2 separate regions of the Sus scrofa genome follow, and region 2 is linked to region 1. The links are chromatin contacts, called in public HiChIP or PLAC-seq maps. All regions are on one chromosome and are shown on one strand. The core of a region is the stretch at or near the end of the contact, and the rest is flanking DNA. Distances in the headings are between cores, read along the strand shown.

The links. HiChIP or PLAC-seq counts read pairs in DNA pulled down with a chosen protein or histone mark.
Region 2: a contact with region 1 is called in an H3K27ac HiChIP or PLAC-seq map of skeletal muscle, with 4 times the contacts expected there. The contact joins two enhancer-like sites. A contact is called at or near these places in 2 of 47 Hi-C or Micro-C datasets (embryonic fibroblasts and skeletal muscle) and 1 of 2 datasets of contacts at active chromatin or transcription factors (skeletal muscle).

What each region holds. Positions count from the first base shown.
Region 1 is chr8:130,226,642-130,234,276 of Sscrofa11.1, reverse strand. The region is part of intron 8 of FAM13A (protein FAM13A); the gene reads right to left. Among named protein-coding and RNA genes, the nearest start is that of NAP1L5, 130 kb to the left of the region's middle. Within about 2 kb of position 3,621, at least 23 of the 83 cell types and tissues checked have an H3K27ac peak or open chromatin away from gene starts, as enhancers often do. A contact at or near this core is called in skeletal muscle, where this site is marked.
Region 2 is chr8:130,384,843-130,392,477 of Sscrofa11.1, reverse strand. HERC3 (probable E3 ubiquitin-protein ligase HERC3) reads left to right here. Exons shown (of 25, transcript XM_021100756.1): 16 at 6,749-6,772; 17 at 6,864-6,953. Among named protein-coding and RNA genes, the nearest start is that of NAP1L5, 24 kb to the right of the region's middle. Within about 2 kb of position 4,762, at least 18 of the 83 cell types and tissues checked have an H3K27ac peak or open chromatin away from gene starts, as enhancers often do. A contact at or near this core is called in skeletal muscle, where this site is marked.

The DNA.
Region 1 (7,635 bases), core at 2,372-4,871:
ATCCGAGCCGTGTCTGCAACCTACACCACAGCTCACGGCAGCACTGGATCCTTAACCCACCGAGCAAGGCCAGGGATCGAACTTGCAACCTCATGGTTCCTAGTCGGATTCATTAACCACTAAGCCATGACAGGAACTCCTAGCTACACACTTTTAACTACATTTTACAGCGATCTGAGAGAGAAGAGCTAGTTTGTAAGTGTTCTTGGGTACCAAAAAGTACAGCAAAATGGGTAAATGCCAAGGATTTGGTTCCATTTGTTGGAAAAAAACTAGAAAAACCATCTCTTGGTGGTGAGAAAAGCACAAAGAGCAAAGGTGGGAGAGAGAGAGAGAGAGGGAGGGACAAGGGAAAGGACCAAATGAAAAGAATTAAGTAAACATTTTTTCTGGAACTCAGATTTTTCCCTCGTGCTGCAACAGCAGGTGTTAAGAAGAAGAATTTTCTTAGGTAAGTTTTCTTCAAGAATGATGAGGTGAGCGAAATTCGCGCCTTCCCTTTCCTTCCTTCCTCTGCAAAATATAAAGGGCCACCACCCTTGAGCATTTTCAGTTATCCACAGTCTCAGGCACGAGCATGTAGAACCTCTGTTTATAACATTTATCGCCCTCTCCGGGGGGCGGGTGGTGTGTGTGTGTGTGTGTGTGTGTGTGTGTGTGTGATGTAGTAGCTGGCTCGGTGGTGTGTGTGTGTGTGTGTGTGTGTGTGTGTGTGTGATGTAGCAGCTGGCTCTTTGCCACTCAGATGTTTGGTTCAGCCCCGTTCAAGAAAATGGCAAAAAACCTTCTCCCCCTTCCTTTTGGAAAACAAACGTGAACGTTTTCAGATCCGTTTGTAGCCGAGTGCCACTGTAATGTGAAGGCGGACATTTTTGTAGATGTTTTTGATGACACACCCAAGCAACTTTGTTCACAGTTTTATTACTCGGATGTTGTAACTGAGAAGGCAACGCTTAGCCGGCAGAAATAAAGACGAACTGAAGTTCAAGAGCAAATAGATTTTCCTGACCAAAGTCTCAACGCCAAGGACTGAAGCGGTCCATGTTCGCAGGACAAGAGATTTCAGCGCATCTGAAGAGGTCCTGGGCTTTGAAAGCAAAACAAATAGATTTCAAAAATTTGAGCACTTCCCCCCGCCCCAATTAAGACAGGAAAATAGTCTACCATTTTCTTGATTGCTTAGTGGAAATAGGAAATAGATTCTTATGGACTGAATTGTGTTGCCTCGAAAAGATATGTTTGAACCCTAGCTCCCAGAAACTCAGAATGTGACCATATTTGAAAACAGGGTCTATGGAGTGGTGAAGTCACTGGAGTGGCCCTGATTCGGTATGACCGGCGCCCTATAAAGGGAGGGTATCTGGACAGAGGGGACATGCACGCAGGGAATGTGCCACGTACAGACTGGCGTTGCGCTGTCTCAAGTCCAGGACCCACCAGACGCAAAGAGAGATGCTGGGACAGCTGATTCCCCGGCATCTTCAGAGGCAGCACCGCCCCACCTACGTATTAAGTTGGCACTTCTGGTCTCCAGAACGCTGAGACGAGATGATACCTTTCTATTGTTCTAGGCTCCCCATTTGTGGCCCTTTGTTATAGCGGTGCTACGAAACTAACACATCTATTAAAACTTATTTTTTTGGAGTTCCCGCTGTGGCTCAGCAGCTTAAGAACCTGACACAGTGTCCGGGAAGATGAGGGTTGGATTCTTCGCTTGGCTCAACGGGTTAAGGATCTGGCTTTGCCGAAAGCTGTGGCATAGGTTGGTGTCACTGTGGTATAGGCCACAGCTGCAGCTCCAATTCAACCTGGAGCCTGGAACGTCCATGTGCCACAAGTGCGGCCTTAAGAAGGAAAAAAGTTTTTTTCCTCCAAACCCAGAGTGAAGAGCCTGCCTAACCAAAGCGTCTCCCTCTTACAAAAAGGCTGTGCTCTGAGAGTTCATTTGTAGAGATGCTAAGACTAGAACGGATGTCCCATCCTGACACGGGGATGTGATTTCCAGGCCTGTACTAACCTCTCATTCCAACAAACTATCCTCAATAAGCAGTTCAGACAGAGTGTCTTGAAAAACTTTGGGCCATGATCCAGAGAGAAAGACATTTTACATACTGATAAATGCACATAAGAGGGATGCACATTCCATGAAATTATTCTCACTTTGGATATTTTCCATTTTGTTCTATTTCACTTAGATAAAGTTATATAAAATACTGGTCACATTTTGCTCAGTTGGTTTTATGACCACGAATAGGTCACGAAAACACATCCTCCTTGCTTGATGCATAATTAACACTCAAGGAATACGGCTGGCTGGCTGGAGATCTATGCTCTCACAGGACAGAGAGAAAACACTCTTCCCTTCTCCGCTCCACGGGCAGGACCAGCTCTGGGCCACTGAAGTGCAGATTTTGTTGAGCCTGGATGGCAGAGAAAATGAGAGAGGAAGCGGGTCCAGGTACGCACAGCGGTGGCCGTGAGGATGTAGCCGCAGATAGATGACCGTCAGGAAGCTGATGGAGGATTCCAGGTCTCTTTTAAATATGCTTGGCCTGCTCGTGCCACAGGATGGTGTCAAGAAGACGACGCAGGGACACATGGTCTCTTTGGATTACCCCGTGACATTCTTTATCACCTGCATTGTCTGTCTTTGATTGTTTTTCCAGCCACACCTGTGGTTTATGGCTGTTCCCAGGCTTTGGGGTCAAGTCGGAGCTGCAGCTGCCAGCCTACACCAGAGCCACAGCAACACTGGATTGGAGCTGCATTTTCAACCTACACTCCAGTTTGCGGCAACGCCAGGTCCTTAACTCACCGAATAAGGCCAGGGATTGAATTCGCATCCTCATGGACACTATGCATTATTAGGTTGGGTTCTTAACCCTCTGGGCCACAGTGGGAACTCCTCAGTGTCTTTCTGATTCAAAGAATTATATACTTGGAGGGACCTTGGGAGCATCTTATTCTTTCACTCCCTCTACCCAGCTAGTTCCATCCCTGGACGCCCTTCTGATAAACACCTTTCAATCTCTAGGGAACTGGAGGAGGTGAAGGTGTGCGCCTGTCAGGCAAGGGGAACAAAGTTTCTGAGCAGGGATGGGGGGGGTGCCTTACCTTCTGTCTCTTTCGCATCTCTCACTACAGCGAGAGGGTCAGAGGGTCCATTATCACCCATGGGCTGGCACACGGCCCACAGTCTCATAGGGGATCCTGGCTGGAGATGTTTAGAAGTCACGGGGCAGAATATTCATTCCTGTTATAGTATTTCATTTGCCTTAACAGGTCAACTGTTCTTAACAAGAGTTTATCTGTCATCCCTCCACGTGGTCAATCACCAAACCGTACTGACTGCATCTCAGAAAGAGACAAGTCTCCTGAATCTGATCTTTCCACTTCCACTGTCTCGATATGTCTCTCACGGGTACAATGCTCTGTTTCCCCGCCACTTAGAGCCGTTTATCCTCAGTACTCACTCCCATCAGGTTTATTGTCCAAACCTAAAAGCCTCTCCTGCGTCCCCTCTGTCTCTGGGGTAAAACCCAGATGTCTAAACCCGGCACACAAGAGTCCTCCAGCTCAGGGCAGTGCGCCGCGGTCGGCCTCTCCCTGCACTTGCGTAACTCCGTCTGTACGTGCTGTTCCCTCGATCTTAAATGCTTCCTCCACCTCTTTCTGCCTGGTAAATACTTCATCTCTCAGCTCAGATGTCATCTGGTCTGGGACACTGAGAAGGGGCGCGCCTTTCTCCCGCCAGGCTCTGAACACTCGGTTGACAGCCACGAGCCAGTGCTTAGCACACGGCACTGGCACTGAGATTCCCGACTTCTGATGCCTGCCTCACCTCCTGGATCTGTCCCCCGCCCCCCCGCCCCCCCGTCACCTAGCAAGGTACCTAGAACATTCCGGGTGCTCAGTCAGTGGCTGTGGAATAAAATTAGCATCATCAAGACCATGCTGAGTGCTGACACTAGTGTGTGATTGCCTATTTTGACAACAGGCACGGTTTCTAATTTGCAAAGTGAATTTTGCCAGCTAGAAGCCCGCTCAGATATCCGTATGTTGATTATTTCAAGTGATCTTGTTCTCTGCTACTCAAAACTGAACGGAACTGCAAGTGTGCTATGGGGCTTCTCCCATCCTTGTTTAGAAAAGCAAAATGATTTTCTCCAAACTGCACAGTTAGAGGCGGGAGCTCTGCCATTGTGCCAGTGATAGAAACACTGTACTTTCTGCAGGGTACAGTGAACCCAGGAAAGGGTATGTCCGGGCAAGGCCTTGTTTGAATAGGGCCCCGTCACACGCTTTATCTGTTTGTTCTGGCTTGAGAGCAGGAAAAGAAAATTATTTCACTTCATTGCAAGCCCAAAGGTTTGTGTGGAGCTTAAAGAAATTCTTGGTTCAGTCACAGAACTATTTTCAAGGCAGCTGGAAGCTTTCACTTGTCTTGGGGATTCTTGCTCAGAGGTGCTGTTTATCATTATTATAGACATAGAAAGAGCACCTTAGGGAGGCAGTCATTTCGAATGTAAAATACAGCAACTTTCTTTTTTGGGGGGTTGATCTTAGCGGATTGAGAGAACATTTTTAGAAAATTAGCAAGCCAAGTTAAAATGTTTTCTAAACTTTAGTTGCTAAGACAAACAAAAAAACAAAACCCCATCAGAAATAGACTCATAGACTTTGACAACACACTTAGAGTTACCAGAGGGCACAGGTGGGGGCTGGGAGGGATGGACTGGGGGTTTGGGATTGATTGGCCTCTGCACACCGAGGTACATGTAATGATGGGCCAGCAGGGACATGCTGTGTAGCCCCCAGAACCCTTATCTGACATACTGCGATATTCTATTTAGGAAAAGCATCTGAGAAATGGACATGCATCTGCAGAGATGATCATAACAAGTAAATCAACTATACTTCGATAAAATGTAACACATATAACATGGAGACACCTGCAGAAGGGAAGAAGGAAATGGTAAACCATTTTTACCAACTTCTTTCCCTCATTACCTTCATTATAACATTCTTAATGGCTTGTTAATATCGTTTTTATTTAACAGATATATACTTTCCTAAGTCCCTAAACTCGGAATGTGGATTTCTTCAGGCAGACAAAAATGTGCAGAAAGCGATGCACCTGACCCGGTCACCTTCCCCCCAAGAAACCCTCCCTCTGCCAGAGGAGGGCTCTGCACAGAAAGATGAGGCCAGCACTTGCTTCTACACTGCCGTGACTTTACACGGGTTTTTGGGAGGATGGGCAACCACAGGGTGATGTCTGCCCACGATGGAACATGCATCACCACGTGCAGGTGCTCCCTCGGCCTTGTTGGAGGGTCCACTACTCATCGGAGCCCGTGACAGGTGCTGGAGATACACAGGCTGTTAAGACAGGGGCTCAGCCTTCCCAGAGTTCCTAGGAAACATGACATCTGATCAGAATGATGAAAACGGGGGTCCACGGCTACCATGTACTGAGCGCTGACCCTAACAAGCCCGGCTTTGGGCTAAGAGCTTCATGCACAGTATCTCAGTCAGTCCCCTGTGACGTCTTTGGAGGAAGGCATATTACTCATCAGAGGTTTCCGATAAGAAAAATACGTCTTAGGTTAAGCAACTGGTTCAAGGTCACGGGGCCAGGCAGGGTGGAGATTCAACGGCAGGTCTGTGGAAGCCAGGGCCCTTACACTCCGAAGCGTGGTGCCCAACAGGCAGGGTAGGTGAGCTTCGGGGACGTGGGTGACCCTGGGGGCATTATTAGGAGAAAGGTAACGGACAAGAGAAGAACTTGCCAGCAAAGGAAGGGGCTATGTGGAGGCAGGAGGAGATGCGTGGGGAGCGCTGTGGATTTAGTGGGGCTGCTGGGCAGGGGCCACTAGAGGAACTGAGTTGGGGGGAACACTTGCGTTTTCACCGAGTTAAGGAGTTGAAAAGTGAACGACAGTCCTACAAAACCACAACAAACACAGTTTATCAATGGTCTCCGCTGGCTGGCTCGGGCTCCTGATTTCAGGTGCAGAGGTGATGTGTACCTGGCCAGTGATGTTACATTTCTTCCCATTGTCCTTTCCCAGGCAGCAAAATCACGGATGCGTCGTCGTTCGCTTTTTCTAAATGCTTCTGAACTTTTCCTAGCACTCTGGTTCCATTCCACGTGATCCGAGAAAAGCAGTTCAGTTCTTTGTTCTTATTTCCATTCAGTTTGAGTTTTCCGATGTTTATTCTTACATTTGATGACAAGATACCATGTTTTCCTGACCCTAAACCTTGTAGGTTTTATAAAAAGTATCCTGGGTCTCTCCCCTCTCTGAGCACTATTTTTATTCTTTACTTGGATAACTTAATTTAAAAAATCGACTCCTAGGGCTTCCTATTATTATTATTATTTTTTTTATAACCCTTTTCCCCATTTTCCCCTACCAATATATCTTTTTTTTTAATGCAGGAAATAAAATCAGTTTCCACATCTGGTTTCTTGATGATCTGTGCAACGTTATAATGTAGTGTCCAGAAGAGGCAAATCCATAGAGACTGAACGTGGCTGCCTAGAGCTGCGATGCGAGCTTGAGGGTTGCTTAGATTCAGTCTGGGCTATGAGAACACGATACCACAGGTTGGGTGGCTTAAGCAATGGGAACATTTATTTCGCACAGTTGGAGGGACTGGAAGTCTGAGACCAGGGTGCCAGCATGGTCAGGTGCTGCCGAGAGGTCTCCCTGGCTTGCAGACTGCCACCTTCTTGCTGTACCTCCCACAGGGGTGGGGGTGGGTGGGGGGGAGAATGTGCTGTTCCCTTCACCGCCCTGTAAGGGCACCATCCCATCATGGGAGCTCCATGACCTCATCCAAACCTAATTACCTCCCAAAGGTCTCACCTCCAAATAGGATCACACTGGGGATGACAGCGTCAACATATGAATCACTGGGTCACATAAGTAGGTGAACTGCACGGTATGTCAATTACATCTCAGCAAAGCTATTAACAGGTGGGGGAGGGGGGTCTGAGGGTTTGAGATGGAAACGTTCTAAAATTAGGTTGTACGATATAATAAACTTCATTGAATTCTTTTTTAAAAAAGCTATTACTGAAAACATTATTTCTGGTTAAAAGGTTTTATACATTATGAACCGTTTCTTTGGCAATTCATGTTGATCGGCACATAAATATATAAGCATCACAGGAAAAAACAGGCTAAAAAGTTCTGAGAGTTTCCCGAAACGCGATGCTATGCTATTTCCAGCAGCTCTTCCCCCAAATCAGGCTCTAGGTCATTTTCTAACATTCGTCCAATGCCACGGAAAGGCATCACCTTAACTGCATTAAACATTCCGGCGTCAAGAAATGGAAAGATGGTGCCAGGGTAAGAATAACGAAACCAAAAGAAGAGCAAAACACTACTACTAGTCGTTACTTGGGAATAGCTTGGTCATTTACAAAGAACTATCATATTCTTTAATCATAAAATTTCCCCTCTAAGGTGGTATGGGAGGTATTACCATCCCATTTTAAGATGAGGAAAGTGACCTGCCCAAATCCACCTGGACAGCTGGCTTTCAGTGCCTGGAAATGTTTTTGGCAGGTGTCGCACCTTCCCATGCCTTTCCCGACTGTCCTGTGCGGACTTCCTAACGCCT
Region 2 (7,635 bases), core at 3,513-6,012, 160 kb before region 1:
ATATGGTAATTCTGTTTTTAATTTTTTTGCGTGACCTCCAAACAGTTTCTCCAGTGGCTGCCTCAGTTTACATGCCCAGCATCCCTTTTCTCCTTGCCCCCCCCCCCAACCCGACACACTTGCTATTTGTTGTCTTTTTGGTAATAGCCATTCTGACAGGTGTGAGGTGGTAGCTCGTTGTGGTTTGGATGTGCGTTTCCCTGATGATTAGGGATGTCGAGCATCTTTTCATGTGCCTGGTGGCCACATGTGTGCCTTTGGAAAAAAATCTGTTCTGATTCTCTGCCTATTTTTTAATTAGCTTGTGGTTTTTGTTTTGATACTGAGTTGTATGAGTGCTTTGTATATTTTGGACATTAACGTTTTATCAGATGTATTTGCAAATACCTCTCACATTCTGTAGGCTGCCTTTTCAAATTTTGTTGATGATTTCCTTTGCCAGCAGGAAAGCTTTTTAGTTTGGTTGTGTTCCATTTGTTTATTTTTGCTTTTGTTGCCTTTTTTTTTTTTTTTTTTTTTTTTTTTTTTGCTTTTTAGGGCCATACTTGTGGCACATGGAAGTTCCCAGACTAGGGGTTGATCAGAGCTATAGCTGCCGGCGTACACCACAGCAACTCAAGATCTGAGCCACATCTGTGACCTACACCACAGCTCATGGCAATGCCAGATCCTTAACTCACTGAGTGAAGCCAGGGATTGAACCTGTGCCCTCATGGTTACTGATCAGATTCATTTCCACTGCACCATGACAGGAACTCCCCTTATGTCACTTTTGATTTTGAAGTCAGATCCAAAAAACTCATTGCCAAGATGGATGGCAAGTTGCTTATTACTACCTGTGTTTTCTTCTATGAGTTTTATGTCTTGGGTCTCACATTCAAGTCTTTCAATCACTTTGAGTTAGTTTTTATGTATGATAAGTAAGATAGTGAGATAGTTTCATTCTTTCGTGTGCGCCTGTCCAGTTTTCTCAACACCATGTGTTGAAGAGCCTGTCCTTTTCACATTGTGTGATCTTGCCTCCTTAATATAACCTAATTAGCCATATATCCATGGGTTTATTTCTGGACTTAATCAGTTGTAAATGGTAGTAATGAACAATAAGTGAATTTCCCCCCAGCTTCACTGAGGGGTAATTAACAAACAACATTGTATGTATTTAAAGTGTGCAGTGTGATGCTTTGATATACACACACATTGTGAAGTAGCTACAGAGATCAAGGTAATTAACCCATCCAATGTCTCACACAGTTAACTTTTTTTATGGGTCTTGCGGATGCTTAAGATGCACTCTCAACAAACGTCCAGTATGTAATTCTGTGTCATGACCTAGATCTCCAGGACTGACTGACAGCTGAAAAGGTTGTGCTGTTTGACCTACATCTCCCCTTCTGCCTGCATTCCGTCTCCCCACCAGCCCCCGGCAACCACCATTTTTCTGTATCTATGAGGCTGGCTGGCTTGCTTTCTTTCTTTCTTTCTTTCTTTCTTTCTTTTTTCTTTCTTTCTTTCTTTCTTTAAAGACTCCACATATAGGTGAGGTTGTACAGCATTTGTCCTTCTCTGTCTGGCTTATTTCACTGAGCATAAACGTCCTTCAGTTTCACCCATGTTGTTGCACATGGCAGGATTGCCTTTTTCATGGCTGAATAATTTTCCTATGTGTGTGTGTGTGTCTCACAATAAATGATTTTGATGTGTTAAATTTTTTAGTGTGGTCATAGTCAAGGCTGCTCAGAGCACGTGCTTTTGTCAGAAAGAACTGGATTCAAAAGTCTCAACTGTGGCCCACGACCTATGCGACCTTGGGCAGGTGTTTTCGTTTCTATAAGCCTAGCATCCTCATTTATACATAAGAATTATAATGACATTATGAAAATTAAATGGGAGAAAGCATGGGAAGGTCTTACTTGGCAACGAACCTGGTGCCTGGCATGTGGCAAGCCCTTTTTAAGTGTTTTTCAGGAAGCAGTCTGTCCCGTGCCTGGGAACAGAGACACATATAGGACGTGGTGGCTGCCTCTGTGAGGTGTTCAGCGTAGTGAAAAGGTCATTTCAGGGACGAAACACTTGTGTGCACAAGGTTAGGGAGCACAAAAGGAACATTTTGAAGTGGCGGACTTTTATTTTAAAGCATAGGTGGTAGTGGTTTATTTATTTCAATTAATAAACTGCCATCATCTACACTTGGAAACTGACTAGAACGTAGAGTGAGTAACTCTGTGACCTGCCCCTAGAGGGCAGCAGAGGTGAGGAAGTCAGTGACACCAAGTAAATGCTTCAAACCTGAAGACTCAAGTCGCTGTGACCTTGTCTGTGTGTGTCATCCTGGGCAGGGACCAGCACATCGTGCATCGGGGAGGTGAGGCCCCAGTCTTTGCTGGGAGCCGGATCTGCTCAGCGAGGTGCAGGGACCCGTGGTGCCAGACAGGCCCCAAGACAGAGGCTCCCGTGTTTGTGTCCTACCCGTTGTCCCCAGTCACAGCCCCATTTAGGAAATGCTGACTTAAAATTAAAAAAAAAAAGAGGAAAAAGATATTCCCAGTTTCTCAGTTGTCCAGTTCTGAACCCGGTATTTACTCATTGGCTCATATAGTTTTTAAAAAAATGAACTAAGGTCACGGCGCAACCCCATTTCGAGCAGCAGCACTTGACCCATGATGCATCACTAGCACCTTTTGGCTTTAGGTGTGTGAGACCCCCTGGTGGGGAAGGGATGGCCCAGGACACGCAGCCTCTCAGGGGGATCTCATCCTCCTAGGTGAGGGAGAGCAGTCAGGGAGCAGAATCGGAATACTGCCGTTCTGCTCTTCAGTTCATGGAGTGCGAAAATGCCAGTATTAATATCATTTCTAAAGTGTTTAGCATCTGGAGTTACCGTTGTGGTGCAGCGGAAACTGACTAGGAACCATGAGGTTTGATCCCTGGCCTCGCTTAGCCAATTAAGGATCCGGCGTTGCCATGAGCTGTGGTGTGGGTCACAGACACACCTCGGATCCTGCGTGGCTGTGGCTGTGGTGTAGGCTGGCAGCTGTAGCTCCGATTCAACCCCTAGCCTGGGAGCTTCCACATGCCACAGGTACAGCCCTGAAAAAAAAAAAGCAAATTAAAAAAAAAAAATTAGCATCTACAAAATAGAAATCAGTGAAATGAAATTCTTATATTTCAAATCAAAGCCCCATAGACTTGTCAAAAAAAATTATAGACCTAAAAATAGACTTTGAAACAGGTCTGCTGCGTCTTTTTCTGAACACCCTTGCCTTCTTCACCTTCCCAGAGCCGGCGCCGCAGTCCTCCCCTGGGGCCGGAGTCTCCTGGACCCCCATCCTCTGGCCTTGGCTCTGGTTCCCAGCTGGGTTTCTTTCCAGCCGACTTCGTCATCCGGTGACCCTACCTCCTCTTCCCTCTCTCCTTCTCCAGAGCAGAGATCAGCCTGCCTCCCAGAGCGCCCTCTTTCAGGGGTGGGGTCGGGGTCCGGCAGGGGGTGATGGGAGGACTACGAGCTGCAGAAGGGGAGCGGTAAAGGGGTCGGGGGGGCTGGTGGTGGGCGTTGCAAGGAGAGGGGGCTCGGAGGGAGTTGCAGAACTGGGGAGAGCCGAGAAATACAGTCTGAAATCACTGTATTGCACCAATCAAATCACCAGTATTTAAGGCTGCTAGGTCCACGGGGGGTTGGTTCCTTGAGCCCGGACCCGCATGCAGAATTCTCCACACTCAAGTCTCTCATCCGCAGTGGTGTCGCATTTGCATACAACCTGCCTGCATCCTTTCATATACTTTAAGGGTCTCTTGATTACTTATCATGCCTAATGCAGTGTAAATGCTATGGACATCGTTGCCCGTGTGTGGCAGATTCAAGTGTTGCTCTCTGGAAGTTTCTGGAAGTCCCCCCCCACCCGGTATTTTCCATCTGAGGTTGATGACTCTGCAGATGTGGACCCTGTGGGTCAGGAGGGCCCACTGTACACTGGGACGTTGTAATTAATGCCCGCAGCTGTTTGTACCGCCACTGTTGTCACATCTCCCATAATCATTCTTACATTGGAAGCATTCAAAGCTTTATCTTGCTGTACAAACCAACACACGTTATAAAGGTCTTTGATTTGCCTTGAGGGTAGGCAAATGATGCTTAGAATAAAATCTCTGCTGAGAAGATTCGAAAATTCTGGATATTGGCACCAGTCTTAAACACGCTTTCCCAGGACACGCGTACCTTCTGTAGGGACCTAGGGCAGAAGCCAGGGTGCTGTGGTGGGGTGTTGTGTGTGTGCGTGTGTGTTTATTCTAGTGATTTCAGTTCCAGAATTCTAGTAATTGGGGAAGTGGGCCTGAGAATGAGTCCAGTCAGCTTGGGTTTTAGGTGCAGGAGTTCATGCCTCGTCTCCCTGCACTGGAATCCTCTCTCCAGTTGGCGTTTCTCAGTCCAGGGCAATGGTCCAAGATCCCTGACGGAGCCTGTTTCTAAAGGATAAAGGGTGGATTTTAATTCAAATTGCTCTAAAATGATGCCATGGAAATAGTCACAAACCCAAAAGGAGGTAGGTATACACTTGCTCTCCATAGAGCTTTTAAACATTATAAACCCAAACCAAGTTTACACATTAAATACGAACAAAAGTCCAAAATCAGCAAAACACCAGTTAGCCTCACTGATTTGGCCTGAAACCAGACCGCATTTGCGCTGCCGTCAGGACTGCCTGCAGCCAGGCCTGGGGACTTGAGCCCCGAGGCTGCGCGCCCTGGGGTGACTCAGCTCGCTTTTGTCCTTTGAGCTGCTGTTAAACTTCATTCAAGCAGTGAGCCAGGGCTGCTCCAGCCTTTTCCTGGGCGCAAATGCATCACTTACAAAGAAGTCTGCTTTCCCTCTTCGCTTATTACCCTTGGACAGTTCAGTATAACGCAGCACCAGTGCAGTCATTAAAATAAATGCAGGAGTTCCCCTCGTGGCTCAGTGGTTAACAAACCCAACTAGAATCCATGAGGAAACGGGTTTGATCCCTGGCCTTGCTCAGTGGGTTAAGGATCCAGCGTTGCTGTGGCTGTGGTGTAGGCCGGCAGCTACAGCTCTGATTCAACTCCTAGCCTGGGAACCTCCATATGCTGTGGGTGCAGCCCTGAAAAGAAAAAAAAGACACACACACAAAAAATGCAAATTATATGCAACACACCATCAGAAGGAAGCCATTCAGAATGTATTTTTATTTTGTTTAGAATACCATAAAAAAAAAAACCCACAGAAATTAAAAAACAAATGCATGGAGGGAGTTCCTGTTGTGGCTCAGCAATAATGAACCTGACTAGTATCCATGAGGATGTGGGTTCAATCCCTGGCCCTGTTCCGTGGGTCAGGGATCTGGCATTGCCATGAGCTGTGGTGTAGGTTGCAGACATGGCTCAGATCTGGCGTGGCTGCAGCTGCGGCACAGGCCAGTGGCTGTAGCTCCAATTGGACTCCTCACCTGGGAACTACCATGTGGCACAGGTGTGGCCCTAAAAAAAAAAAAAAAAAAATCGTGGCGCACTCTCACACCTCTGGGAATAAACACATCGTTTTCTGCTTGAGATATTCTGCTACGGGTCAGTGTGATCTGTACCATTGATTTTTTGTTTGTTTCTGTTAGGTTATGTAGCAGACATTATTTATTAACTTAACAAAGCCTTTCAGGAGAGAGTTCTTTTTTTCTCCTGATAAATGAAACTAACGTACCTCTTAGATACGTTTATGGTTGTGAAATGTTTTGAGTTTGGTTCTGCACCTCCACAATAAAGCAAATATGGCAATAATGCAAGTCATATGAATTTTTTTGGTTTCCCAATACCTATAAAAGTTATGTTTATACCATGCTGTAGTCTGTTAGGTGTGCAGGAGCATTATGTTTAAAAAACAAAGTACAAACCTTAATTAAAAATACTTTGTTGATAAAAAATTCTCACCATCACCTTAGCCTTCAGCAAGTCATAATCTTTTTGCAGTAGTAACACCAAGATCACTGGTCACAGACCATAACAAATGTAATAATAATGAGAAGGTTTGAAATTTGGGGAGAATTACCAAAATGTGACACAGAGACTTCTATTGGAAAAATGGCATTGATACACTTGCAAGACTCCGGATTGCCACAAAACTTTCCATTTGTAAAACAAGCAGACACACCCATGTGGTGTCTGTGAAATGCAGTAACGTGGAGTAGAATGAAGTACACCTGTCCTGTTAGTGTCCTCAAAATTTATTCAGACTTCTTCCATGAATTGATGGAATGTCTTCTGTAGGCCAAACATTGGTGTAGGTGCCTAATTAGGGACAGTTTTCTAAATACCTGGTTTCTCCCAAGAGTAACTGGGTGTGTTTGTGAAGAAGGCTAAACATCTTGACACATGAAACTTGCAGTATCCACTTTGCTCAGCAAAATTAACCTCTGAAGTCTTGGTTGTAAAGCTCCTGTTTTGGGATGAGATTTCTTAGAAATGAGAATTCTGTTAACGCTGTAAAACACGGAGTTAGTGAAATGACTTATAAAGCTCCTTTAAAATTTTTTAAAAAATCGTTTTTAGTGTTTTTCTCAGTCTGTGTCCATCAGCGTCTCTGGTGTATTCCATCCAGACTCCAGTCAGCTGTTCAAACGGTGTTAGTTCCATGGCCACATGGTCAGATAGGGTATCTGGTTTTGTTCTTTGTTTTTATTTGTAAGGGGTAAAAAGTTCCAGTTTTGCAGTCCAACTAAGAGACTTTTTATTTTTCTTTACGCAGAAAGCTAGACCATCTATAATACAGGTAAATGATCCTTTTAAAAATTTATTTATGTGTTTTTCCAGCAGCATTCTCTCTGGAACTATAATATTGCCAATAAAATGTTTTATTCTAGGATACTGTAACACTCTGTTCCTACCCTTTCATCTTTGATGCCCAAGCCAAGACCAAAATGTTACAGACTGATGCTGAACTGCAGATGCAGGTAACATATTTTAAAAATTGTTTTCTTGCGAGGTTTCTTTCATCTTACACATTCAGGTATAATTTTTCCTAGGAGAAAATAGGAGAAAGTTTATTTAGATGAAGTTCCATTGTTACTTTTAGAACTATTAGAAATGTTTTCAGCAATTTTATATTGAATATAACATGTATATGTGAATGCGCATTTACATAAACTGAGGGTTGGCAAGTGTCTCCTTTAAAAAAAATTTTATTAGAGTATAATTGATTTACAGTGTTGTGCCAATGTCTGCTCTACAGCAAAGTGACCCAGTCATACATCTATATCCATTTCTTTTCTTACATTATCTCCCATCATGTTTTTTTCCAAGAGACTGGATATAGTTCCCTGTGCTGTGCAGTTAGGACCTCATTGCTTATCCATTTTATTTTTATTTTTTTGTCTTTTTGCCTTTTCTAGGGCTGCGCCCGCGGCATGTGGAGGTTCCCAGGCTAGGGGCCGAATTGGAGCTGTAGCCGCCAGTCTACACCAGAGCCACAGCAATGCGGGCTCCGAGCCGCGTCTGCAACCTACACCACAGCTCACGGCGTTGCCGGATCGTTAACCCACTGAGCAAGGGCAGGGACCGAACCCGCAACCTCATGGTTCCTAGTCGGATTCCTTAACCACTGCGCCACCATGGGAACTCCACTTGTCCATTTAA